2 separate regions of the Mus musculus genome follow, and region 2 is linked to region 1. A link is a contact called in public Hi-C data. All regions are on one chromosome and are shown on one strand. The core of a region is the stretch at or near the end of the contact, and the rest is flanking DNA. Distances in the headings are between cores, read along the strand shown.

Region 1 (5,381 bases), core at 2,076-4,575:
CCTTTCACGAGGATTGCCTATCAGATATCCTTCATATCAGGTAAAGATCTGATTCGTAACAGTGGCAAAAAGTACAGTTATGAAGTAGCAACAAAAACAATTTTATGGTTGGTGTCGCCACAACATGAGCTTCATTAAAGACTTGTAGCATTGAGAAGGTTGAAAACCACTGATGTAAGGCATCAATCCATATTTGAAATCCTCCTCATATACATAACTAGAACGCATCAGAGAAGGTGAGGGCTCTGCTATCAGGGAAATAAAACCGGGCGGTCCATCAAATCCAAATTCCAGGACCTCCTTTAGACCCAGGTTTCCTTGCCAAGACTGAAGGTCATGTAAGCAAAGCTCATTTTGGTGTCTTTAAAATCAGCACCTGACTTCTTAACAAAGCTCTCTGGGGAAGGGTTGCTTTTTATAACAGGTGTCTAAAATCACCAAAGAGTCGGTGAATCTCTGACATCCAAACATCATCCCCATCATAAACCGTCGAAAGTAATGTCATCGGGCACCCAGGTGGAATACAGGTCACAAAGATTATCACTCCTAGCCTACTTAAACACAGCTTATTGGTTAAAGGTTATGATAAGCGATTCTGTGTACATCCAAGTATGTTTAATTAAGGAAATACCATCATATAAAAAGAGATGTCTTTTTTTTATTTCTTTTAAGGTTAGTAACAGCACTGAATATGCCCAGATCTATTTATTTTTAATCAATGGGCTATTTTTAATGCATATGGCAATTTGACAGTTAGAAAAAAAAATATGGACTGAGGCACACCTGGCGCTTCTTGTTTTTAAGTTAAACTCTAACAACCAATTGAGTCCCTCGGTGTATGTTATGTAATGGAGGCATGGGCTATAAAAATGTTGACGTTGGTTATATTCTCATAATACAGTTTAGCCCTTCTAGTAATGGCTGTGCAAATAATCAGCCACAGGAAAACCATTTTAGATCTCACACAATTACCTACCACCACAGAAGTAATTGTTATTATTGTCCTGCTTATTGAACTTCAATAAGCACTTTTGAGTTGCTGAGATAGTTCAAGGCCATTGCGGAAACTCCCATCTTCATCTGGGGACTGTAATTACCAAGGTTAAGAATGGCAGTTTCAGGTGAACATTAAACAAGAAATTATCCCCAGGAGGTTTGTAAGTTTCAGACTTTAAATGGGGACGCACTGACGTCTTCCTGTGATGTCCACTTCATGTCTTCAACAAGGCCACTTGTCACCCAAGCAATGTCAGCTGCTCTGAGACAACTCACCATCAGTGAGAAAAATCCCATGACCTCAACAAGATTGGCTTTGTTCCTAAATGGCATCCACTTTCTGCCAGGGTCCAGGGGACTTGGTCAAAGGTTTTCGTTTCACTATGTTTTAACTTTTTGGTTTCAGAGACTGCTCTGCCATCTTGGGGAAAGATGGATGAGTTTGGGTGGCCCGGAGTACTACATCCTGTCAGTTTCTCATCAATTTCCTCTCCCTCCCTGGCTTCTCCATCAGCACAAAGAGAAGGAAGGCCATAGGATAAAGAAGAGGGCAACTTATATCATTTTTTAAAAACGTGGGCCCCACCTGAGCCTGATGGCTTGTCACCCATCACCGGGCCCCACCAAGCTCAGAATCACCCAGAAAGCTCTGGATACATAGGAAGCTGAGATGCCTACCTGCCTGTCCTCCACTCTCCACTCACACCAGTCAGTAAACCTTCTTCCTGAGAAGCCTGGGCTTCCAGGAAGACCCCGGGAACAAAGCTTACAGTTGATGAACTACGACTGCAGTCTCTTAACCCAAAATGCTAACTCGACCTGTTCCACGACTGCATGGAAATTTAGACAACCTTCGGAATGACAGCCAACCGTAGTGGCTGGTTCATACTGGAGGAAAGGGGTGGGAAACTCAACCTGACCCGTGTGACACTGGTTTCTTGCAGTATCTGCAGGCCTCCTGGGAGAAGGTGGCCAGGCCCTTTGGCTTCTTTATTCAGACCCTTTTCGTGAGAACAAACACCTCTTGAAGGGCATACTCCCCCTGGGATCAGTGGTGGCTTCTTATTTGTCCAGGAGTCCAAATCCCACTCAAGAACTGTTGTGGTCCCGAGGCCAGCTAAGCCCTCTCTCCCCAGGGACCGTGGGTATTTCTTGTCCAAAAGATGACAGATGGACGCCTTCTTTCAACATTTTGAACCGATTTCAAAATATCCAGTGCCCACTACTACCTGTGTGACCTTAGAGACAAGTATGACCCCCTTAGTGTGCCAGTGGAGTTCTGGGAACTGGATTCACACCCATGTCCTCTGACAAGTCTGACCACCCACATACAAGTTTCAGGCCAGCTTCCCTTCCACCTGGAGGGTCCCTCTGCAGCCCCTCTTTCACCCTAGGAAGCATGACACCAGCAGAGGCGACCAACCCCCAAGCCCTTGCCAGGAGAGCTTCAGAGTCCAGAGAAGGGGGACACTAGGCAGCAGGTGGGGGGAGGGGGCAGGCACTCAGTGGCCCCTGTGGAACTGCAAGAGTGGTGTCCCCAGGGCACCCCCTCCCCCGTGCCCCAACACTCTTGTCCTTTTCATTCCCCTTCCTAGGAACCTGGCTCCGCTTTGATCACCCACCCAACCCACACCCGCGCACCCCCGGGGGCTCAAGACCCCTAAATTGGGCCGTCCGCAGCGCGGGCCCCCCCGCATTCCCTCGCACGCCCGGCGACTTTTTTTTTCTTTTTCCTTAATTTTTTTTTTAACCTGTACTTTTTTTTTCCACACTCGGGGCGGCTCGTCGGGGCTGAGCAAGCACCTCCCCGGGACCGCTACCTTCCCTCCCTCCGCCCCGGCTCCGCCCGGCTTCCTCCTTCCCCTCTCCAAGGCCGCAAAGTAGATGGAGTAAGAGAGTGTGTGCGCGAGAGAAAGAGAAAGAGGGAGCGGGCGCCGCGGGAGGCGGCGGCGGGAGGCGCGCCCGGCCCCCGCCACCCTCCGGTCCCCGCCGCCACCCTCGGGTCCGCCGCCACCCTCGAGTCCCCCAGCCGCCCTCCAATCCCCGGCGCCACCACCCGCGGGCTCAGGACTACGCTCACACCAGCTCGGCCAGGCCCGGTTCCCCGGCGCCGCCCGCGCCCCGGCTTCTCCGTACCTCGTAAAGGTCCCCAGAAGCCATGCCAGGCTGCGGAACTTGGCTCGCCGGGTGTGCGCGTCTTGCTCGCTCGCGCGCTCCCGTGCGTGTGCGCGCGGGGGGCCCGGGTTGCGCGCGCGCGTGAGCGCGTGTGTGCGTGCGTGTGTATAAGTGTGTGGTGTATGTGTGTGTGTTTGCGTGCGCGCGCGCGCGCGTGTCTGTGTGTGAGTGTGTGTGAGAGTGTGTGCGCGCGAGTGTGTGCGGCGTGTTGAGTAAACTGTGTTTTTGCAGAATGACAGGCTTGGGGGCCGCCTGTGCGCAGAATCGGAGCGGGCGGCGGCGGGGCTGGCGTAACCGGCGGCGGCCGCGGCAATCGCGGCGACACGCGAGCGCGGGCAGGGGCGACCGACGGCTGCGCAGCGCGCCCTGAGCCTCGGACGCGGCCCCCTGAGCGCCCGGGCCCCCGTGTCCCGAGGCCGGTGACTGTAGCGCTCGGCTCGCCCCGGCGCCGCCTGCAGGAAGCCGCCCCGCGCCCGCCGCCCGCCCGGACGCTGCTGCCACTGGGCGAGTCCCCGCCTCCCGGGAGCCCGGCCCGGCCCCCGGGGCGGAGGGGGCGGCGGCCACCGAGGGCCGAGCCCGGGTACCGCTCCCGAGCCCGGCCGCGCGCGCAGCCGCGAGGCCCCCAGAGTACCCGGCCAGGTGCCCACCCGGAATGACCTGCCCGGGCTGCGAAGGGGCGGCCAAGAGGCAGGTATCAACCTGCAGGTCTCAGGCAAGGGAGCCCCTCTTCAGTCCTGCTTCTAGCTCCAGAGTACCCCACTCTTCTCCTTCCCGGGGAGGGGACTGGGCACGTTCTTAGGAAAACTGGCCCCTCGGAGCTGAGGGGCCCCCTTGCTTCCAGGATGAGTTTTCAAGGAGAGGAGAGAGGAAGTGGCTGGTCCACAGGCTCCAAGGAGAGCCAGGACAGTGGCAGTCACCACTAAACCCTGCGAAGTGTTTTAGAGCCAGACATGGCCTCCCCTGGAAGCTCTCTTGCCTCACTATCCAATCAGTTAATCAACAAACATTTCCCAAAGTCCACCCAACTACAAGTGTCTGCAGCCACCAGTGAGACCCTGCCCACACTGGACTTTGAATCCCAGAGGGAAGAGGAGATGCGCATTAGGGAAGAGAGGAAGGGTTCCTTCAATGTCTCAACAGGAGTTCCCTCTACTGCTGGGCTACAGAGGTAGAGTTACCTCTTTCTAAAAAGTTATCTCCTCCTAAAAGCATCCTGTATGTATGGTCACCTTTGTACCTAAAGGCTTCTCTTTTTAAAATAGTACAACTCTCTCAGAATCCCGGGGTGAGTGTTCTGACATTGGAGAAGGACACAAGGGACTCAGGCTCCAAATGTCTGTCCACCTCGTCATTTTTTTTTCAATTTTTTTACATTCAAATATGTAATGAATATGAACCATATCCTCCTTTGGTCGTTTGCTGTTTGCAGCACGGTGGGCAGATCACCTGCTCTCCTTTCCAAATGGGTGGCCATATACAAGCAGCACCGTGGAGGATCCAGGTACCCGTGGTGATGTGGCCTGTCCATCCCCCAGGGAACTCAGTAAAGCTAAGTTGTATCTTAATCTAACCCCTGGCCTCTCCTGCTGCAGAGGGGCACGACAAGGACTTATCTGACTGCCACAAACTTTTACCACAGTGGCTGGTGGAGACTGATCCAGAACCGAGTGAGTGATTCTTGTTGGACTATGTCAAAACGACAAATTGTGTCTCCAGCTTCAAGCGAGAATCCAGCATTAAGAGAGTGAGGAGAAAATGGTGGCGGCATGAAAAGAAACAGAAATGTCAGGTTTACAAACGGTAGGAATTGGCACAGCCCTAGGGCTCATTCTCTCTTTGTAACTGGTATTTTCCTCCATGACCACTCTTCTAAATGATACGACTAATAATAAGTACCTCTCAGTCCATAGGTGGCAAAACAAACCTGCACAAGCCTCGGTTCGAGCAGTTATGCTCCCATCATCTGAGAATGGGATTCGGACGGGGAGGGAAGGAAAGGAACTGGGTTTGACATAGTATGCTAAGTCCAATTTAAAAACATGATCAGTACTTGGGGCTAGGAGGAGGGGCATATTCTAAACTTGGTTGTTCTGATCAAATTTTCCCTGGGAATGGGAACAAGATATGAAAATCCCTACTTTAGACTGGTTTGCGAGACTTAGGGACGTGGGTATTTGCTGAGGAACAGCACGCTCGGGATGTTTTATTGA
Region 2 (5,381 bases), core at 783-3,282, 150 kb before region 1:
CCTGAAACCACCCCTTCCTCTCAGTCGACACTCCCTCTGGGGATACCAAGGGCATCGGCACAGCCCTTCCTGACACACTGACCCAGATTCGTCAGATGCTCTCAGCTACGGAAAGTCCATGACTATGAAACCGGCCTCCATGCTGTGGGCCTCAGGCAGATATTGCTGATGTCCTCATGACTCCCATGAGCCCATTCAGTAACCTACTGCACACCCCATCCCTCCCAGAGGCTTCCACATCAGGACCCAGAGACTTTTGTTCTGTGTATGGGTACTTGGGACCCTGAAGAGGTGATAGGTTTGAAGCCCATACAGCCCTGGCCTTCCAGCACCAGCTGCTCCAGTTTCACCGTTCTGATGTAAATGTGATGTGTGGACCACCCCCCCACCCATCCTTTTTCTCTTACCTCAGGTGTGAGATCTCTATCACAAGGCCCCCGAGGATGCACAAGCCAAACAGCCAACAGGATATTGCATTACAGACCTGAGGCTCAGATATCTGATCCCGCTTCAGTGGCAGGGCTGGGCTGGGCTCAGAGGACTGCTCTGTATTTCCCCCAGCGTCCACGTCCACGACTGTGAGACTGACTCTGGTCTTTTGCAGATAGCTCCCTCTGCTCAGCTCAAGCCCTGTGCCTGTAGCCTGACCAGGCAGATGGGACGCTTGAAAGTGGTGTGGAACATCAAAGGAGTCTGACAGTTAAAGTCAAATCTCAACTCTGTCCCTCACTAACAGCCAGATCTTAGACAAGCTGCCTGGGCTCTAGAGATTCGTTTTTCTCCCTCTATACAATAGGAAGGCCAATGCCGGGTACTCATGTTGATAAATGAGAATTCAACAAGAGTAGCAAGTGCCCAGCATATGAGGAATAATGGGTCAGGCTTCTATGACCAGGCCTCTGTTTCTATATGCAGCTCTCATCTAATTCATGGTAGTCTGTGGTCCATTCTTCTATCCCAGAGAAAATTCAAGCAAAATGCTACCACTGGGGACGTCACTGTGTCGCCTGAAGCAATTGTTACTTCCCTTGTGACCCTGGCACTCATTCCCTTTAACCAGAGCCAGGACAGCTAGAGCTATGCCAGGCTGTCCAGGGTCTACGAGCACCAGACCACACATGGCAACTGTCATCTGAAGCTCAGAAAGATCTCTAAAAGCCTACTCCACAGTTGTGGCTGGCAGAACGGCAGTCCCAAACATAAAGGTAATAACTTGTGTTTGTGGTGTGTGTGTGTGTGTGTGTCTGTGTGTGTGTGCCCGTGTATGCTCTAGTGAAGGATGGGATGAGCCCAGAAGGTCGGGGGCATTCTGAGTGTTAATGCCTTCCTTAAAAACTTAAGGCTTCTATGACAGTGACCACAAACCGTGGTTCAAAACAACAGAAGTTTATTCTGTAGTGCACTTGGAGACAAGAAGTCCACATTCCAGGTCCTGGTCTACTCTGAGTACTGAGGCAGGAGCTTTCCAGAGCTCCCCCCTCACCTGCTGATGGTGCCAGCCTTCTTGGGTGCTCCATGGCTGGCAGCTGCTTTACTTGAGTCTCTGTCACATCCCCTTTCCTATTTCACGTGTCACGCCTTTTCCTGTGTCACTCCCAGCCACATACCATCACCTCCCACTTAGAGGCTACTTCAGGTCCATTCTCCATTCCATTAAGAATTAACTCAGCTTCATGGATTGAATAGATTAGGAAGTGTTTTCTATCTCTCTGAGGACAAGAAGTCCAAGTGCTAGTTAGCTCTTCCTGCATGAAGGAGAACCCTGGGCTGGATCTTAAATGTTTGCCTGGGCTGGAGATACCACAAGCACCTGTAGTGGGATCGGTAACCAGGTGCAGACTGTGGGCTAGGCTTTCTAGGGTCACGGTGGGTTCTTCGGTCCCTGGGGTATGCTCTGGTGGCCCCGTCGATAAAGAGGGAATCAGTCTAGTGCCTTTGCTGCTCTTTCAACTCATGCAAAGCCAGCACTGAGAAGACACAGCTGAGCTCAAACAAGGCAGAAACTGCAGGGTTCACAGGCAGGAGCTGGCTGCGCCCTGAAAACAGGAAGTGACGTCAACACCCCCCTCTCCCCGCAGGAAGGGGTCCAGGCTTCTTAGTTCTCTCCTGAGGAGGAGGATGCTGCATGGGGAAGCACACAGGCATTCCTGAGCAACACTTCATACAAAGTCGGGCCTGGAATTCACACAAAGGAACGTCCTCGCGCTATCCACCGCATCCTCTGATTCCCTGAGTGACCGCACGGAAGTCAGCCTCTGCTGGAACCATCCACAGGACTGAGAGACCCTGAGCAGTCGGCAGCCTGAGGCTCCGAGACTCCGCGTGGAGTAAACATCCCTGGTCTTGAGACCATGGGCTGTGACTCAGCTGTGTCTCATCCCTTGAGGAAGGCACAAGGGCAAGTCTCCCAGAGAGAGGCTCATGAGTGGCCTCTATCAAGCAGCTAAATGACCTGGCTGGAGAGTTCATTCATTTGCTTTTGTTATGAATAAGTGGGAGGGGCTAGGGAAACAGCTCAGTGGGTTTAAAAAAAAAGTGCTAGCTTTACAAGCATGGGGACCCATGTGTTTTAAAAAAAAAAAAAAAAGGCAGAGCTTTTTTGGCAGATGCTTGCTTGTAATCCCAGAGCTGGGGAGGTGGTGACAGGTGGGGCTGGGGCTCACTGGCCAGTCAGCTTAGCCTGCTGGGCAAGTACTGGGCCAGTGAGAGACCGTGGCAGCGCCTGAGAAAGAACATCTGAGGTTGACCTCTGACCACTGTGCATGCACACATGTACCCACACATATACACGTGCACCTACCTACACACATGAAAATGAAATAACAAATAGACAATTATCCTGTGTTTAAGACCTCACACATCTGACCCACAGACTTTGAAAGGGGCACTCTAGACCCACCCTGTCTACCAATGCCATAGATGTATATATAGTATCTTCACTCTCTCCCTAGTAATTGAGTCACATCAGGTCCAGGACACAGAAATGGCTACATAATCAAAGACCATACTACCAGGCAGAAGGTGGAATCAGAAAGTATCACAGGCATTGCCAATGCAGGCCATAATGGGAAAAATAGGTATGTCTTTTTAAAAAAACAAAAAACAAAAAGGGGAGGCGGGCATGAAATGCAACCTATGGAGAGCAAAGCCTGCCATGGGGCCACAGACAAAACGTCGGCTGGCCAGCTCGTGTCCACAGTTCAGAGATGGAAACGGAGCTGAACGGTAGAACATTTATTTGTCCAACATGTACAAGACCCTGGGTTTGATCCCTGGCATCAAAAAGAGTCAAACTTCAGATAAATCAACGGTAATTTTAAAATGTAAGTATGTCCTGGTGTCCTAAATGGTGCCGAGGATATACTCACACTAAAAATAAAATCGCACATTGTTTGATGTACGTTTACAGCTGGGCAGCCTGTACTTTTAACTGGCTAAATTTGGTCACCGTTGGCAGGCTCCCCAAAGCGTTCATTCAGAGAGAGGTCGGACTCACCTGATAGCTTCTGCGATTCGAGTGCTCTCCTTTCTCCGGTCGCTGGACAGCCGGCCGATCAGGTAGGAATAGTCTAGTCCGCTGCAGAACACACTGCCCACGGCACTGAGCAGCAGTAGCTTGCTGTCATCTGTGGCCGCGTTGCACAGGGCTCGCCGGACTTCCTTCATGATCTGCAGGCAGAGGTGAGTTCGCAGAGCTTTGAATGTCTGAGAGACTTCCCCTGAATGGAAGCACACGTCCATCCCCGGGGAAAGAAACTTCACTGAACCAAAACCTTCCCACACCACCCTCAGTGAAAGCGGAAGGATCAACATGGAAGTCCTGGGAGCCTGGTGTGAACTTGATCTGTCTCTATGAACTTCTGTTAGCCAACTTTAGGTTATTTGCTGGTTGAACCCCTTAAAAAGCATGGGAAAGTGGTCCTCTGCACAGCGTTGGTGAGCTATATAAGCCTCTAGTTGTCTCAGTTAAAATTTTCTCTTGTTTTATCTCCCTAGACCCTTGCAGGGGTCATAGGTGGCCCATGGTCAGCATGCTTTAGCATGTAGACATGACCAAGTTCACAGTCTGCTGTGTATTATCCACAAGATTCAGGATCTGCCAGTCTAGAATTCTCTCCAGGTGAGCAATAAATGACAGGCCACCTGAAAGTTCTCATTCCTCAGAGGGAATAGTGAAGCCCAGATTGTGAATATCTTGCTCTCCTCGTCATGCTACCACAGGGGAATTTCAATTGTTTGCCCCAGCTAGACCATGGTTTGAACAATAATCAGAAAGCTATCTTCTTAGTTCCTGCTGTATTCTTAAGACTGTCACAGTGCCTCAGTGATAGACATTCAAAAGTGGCCCACAGCAACTCAGTGACTCTCGCAGCTTCTGGCTGTAACCTCACACTTGGAAGCGTCAGCTGAAGGTGGAGCTGCCTGTCGAAGCATCTTGGCTCTGGATAACCGAGCCTCCTGTTTGGCTGTGGAGCAGTGAGGCAGTGTGAAGAAGAGAGCAGAGCCACCTCTCCCAGGCTACCAAAGTCATCACAGAAGCAGCAGCTGGTGCACTGCCGCTCGCATGCCCCACACGCCGAGAATGCAGGACTTCAAAGGCTGGCACAGGATGAACCCACACCCGTAGCCCGCCACACTCTGGCTCATTCCAATCATAGCCCCGTCTCGAGCACTGTCCGTGCCACCTACACAACATCTCCTAAGAGCCTGGGCATTCAGGATGACCGGCAGCAGTGTGGCCAGGATGCAAAATGAAGGCTTCCTAGACAGGAAACTTACATTGGAATCGAATACTAACTGGTATGGCCCTTCCTTCCTCCACATCACAGAACAAGCTGCCTGAACATTTTCTGTAGGTAAAATCTCCCACAAGAACTTAAAACCCCAACACAAAGTTGTAATACCACAGGGTTGAGAGATAGTCAAGTTTAAAAAAAAGAAGAAGAAGAAGAAAGGGCTATGGAGATAGCCATCTCTACCGCAGTCAAGAGCACACGCTGCTCTTGCAAAGGTCTCAAGTTGGGTTCTTGACAGCTGTGTCGGGAGGCTCAAAGCTGCTAACCCCAGGTCTAGGAGCAGGGCGTCTGAGGAGACTGCAGTTGTGCACAAAAGCATACCCAGATGTGTGTGTGTTTGTGTGTATATGTGAAATAAAAAGTAAAGTCCTTTAAGACTTAATTAATTGACTGATGTGGGAATTGGATACAAGCTAGAGATGTCCCTGAGGCCTTTCATAAAAATGAATATACAGAAGTGCTTTCGAGAGAAACCGAATCTCAAGCCACAGGAGAGCTGCACAGGGACAGACTCCCCAGCGTGGATGGGCTCACAGGGAAATGACAACGCATTTGAGAAATATGACTGGCACGCAAACGGGAAGG

The links. A called contact is a pair of places that touch in the nucleus more often than the background predicts.
Region 2: a contact with region 1 is called in a Hi-C map of double positive thymocytes, with 2.0 times the contacts expected there. The contact joins the enhancer-like site here to the promoter of Cdyl2 in region 1. A contact is called at or near these places in 3 of 39 promoter capture datasets (embryonic stem cells, liver and pre-B cells), 1 of 15 datasets of contacts at CTCF or cohesin (CD8 T cells), 6 of 484 Hi-C or Micro-C datasets (CD4 T cells, CD8 T cells, double positive thymocytes and 2 more), 11 of 115 datasets of contacts at active chromatin or transcription factors (the SCID.adh cell line, T-cell acute lymphoblastic leukemia, bone marrow-derived macrophages and 8 more) and 3 of 9 other capture datasets (adipose tissue, liver and macrophages).

The regions. Positions count from the first base shown.
Region 1 is chr8:116,729,666-116,735,046 of GRCm38.p6, forward strand. Cdyl2 (chromodomain protein, Y chromosome-like 2) reads right to left here and starts at 3,326. Exons shown (of 7, transcript NM_029441.3): 1 at 3,133-3,326. The coding sequence starts at 3,156.
Region 2 is chr8:116,585,754-116,591,134 of GRCm38.p6, forward strand. Cdyl2 (chromodomain protein, Y chromosome-like 2) reads right to left here. Exons shown (of 7, transcript NM_029441.3): 4 at 3,497-3,669. Among named protein-coding and RNA genes, the nearest start is that of Gm31367, 18 kb to the right of the region's middle. Within about 2 kb of position 2,033, at least 98 of the 459 cell types and tissues checked have an H3K27ac peak or open chromatin away from gene starts, as enhancers often do. A contact at or near this core is called in CD8 T cells, the SCID.adh cell line, T-cell acute lymphoblastic leukemia and 6 more, where this site is marked.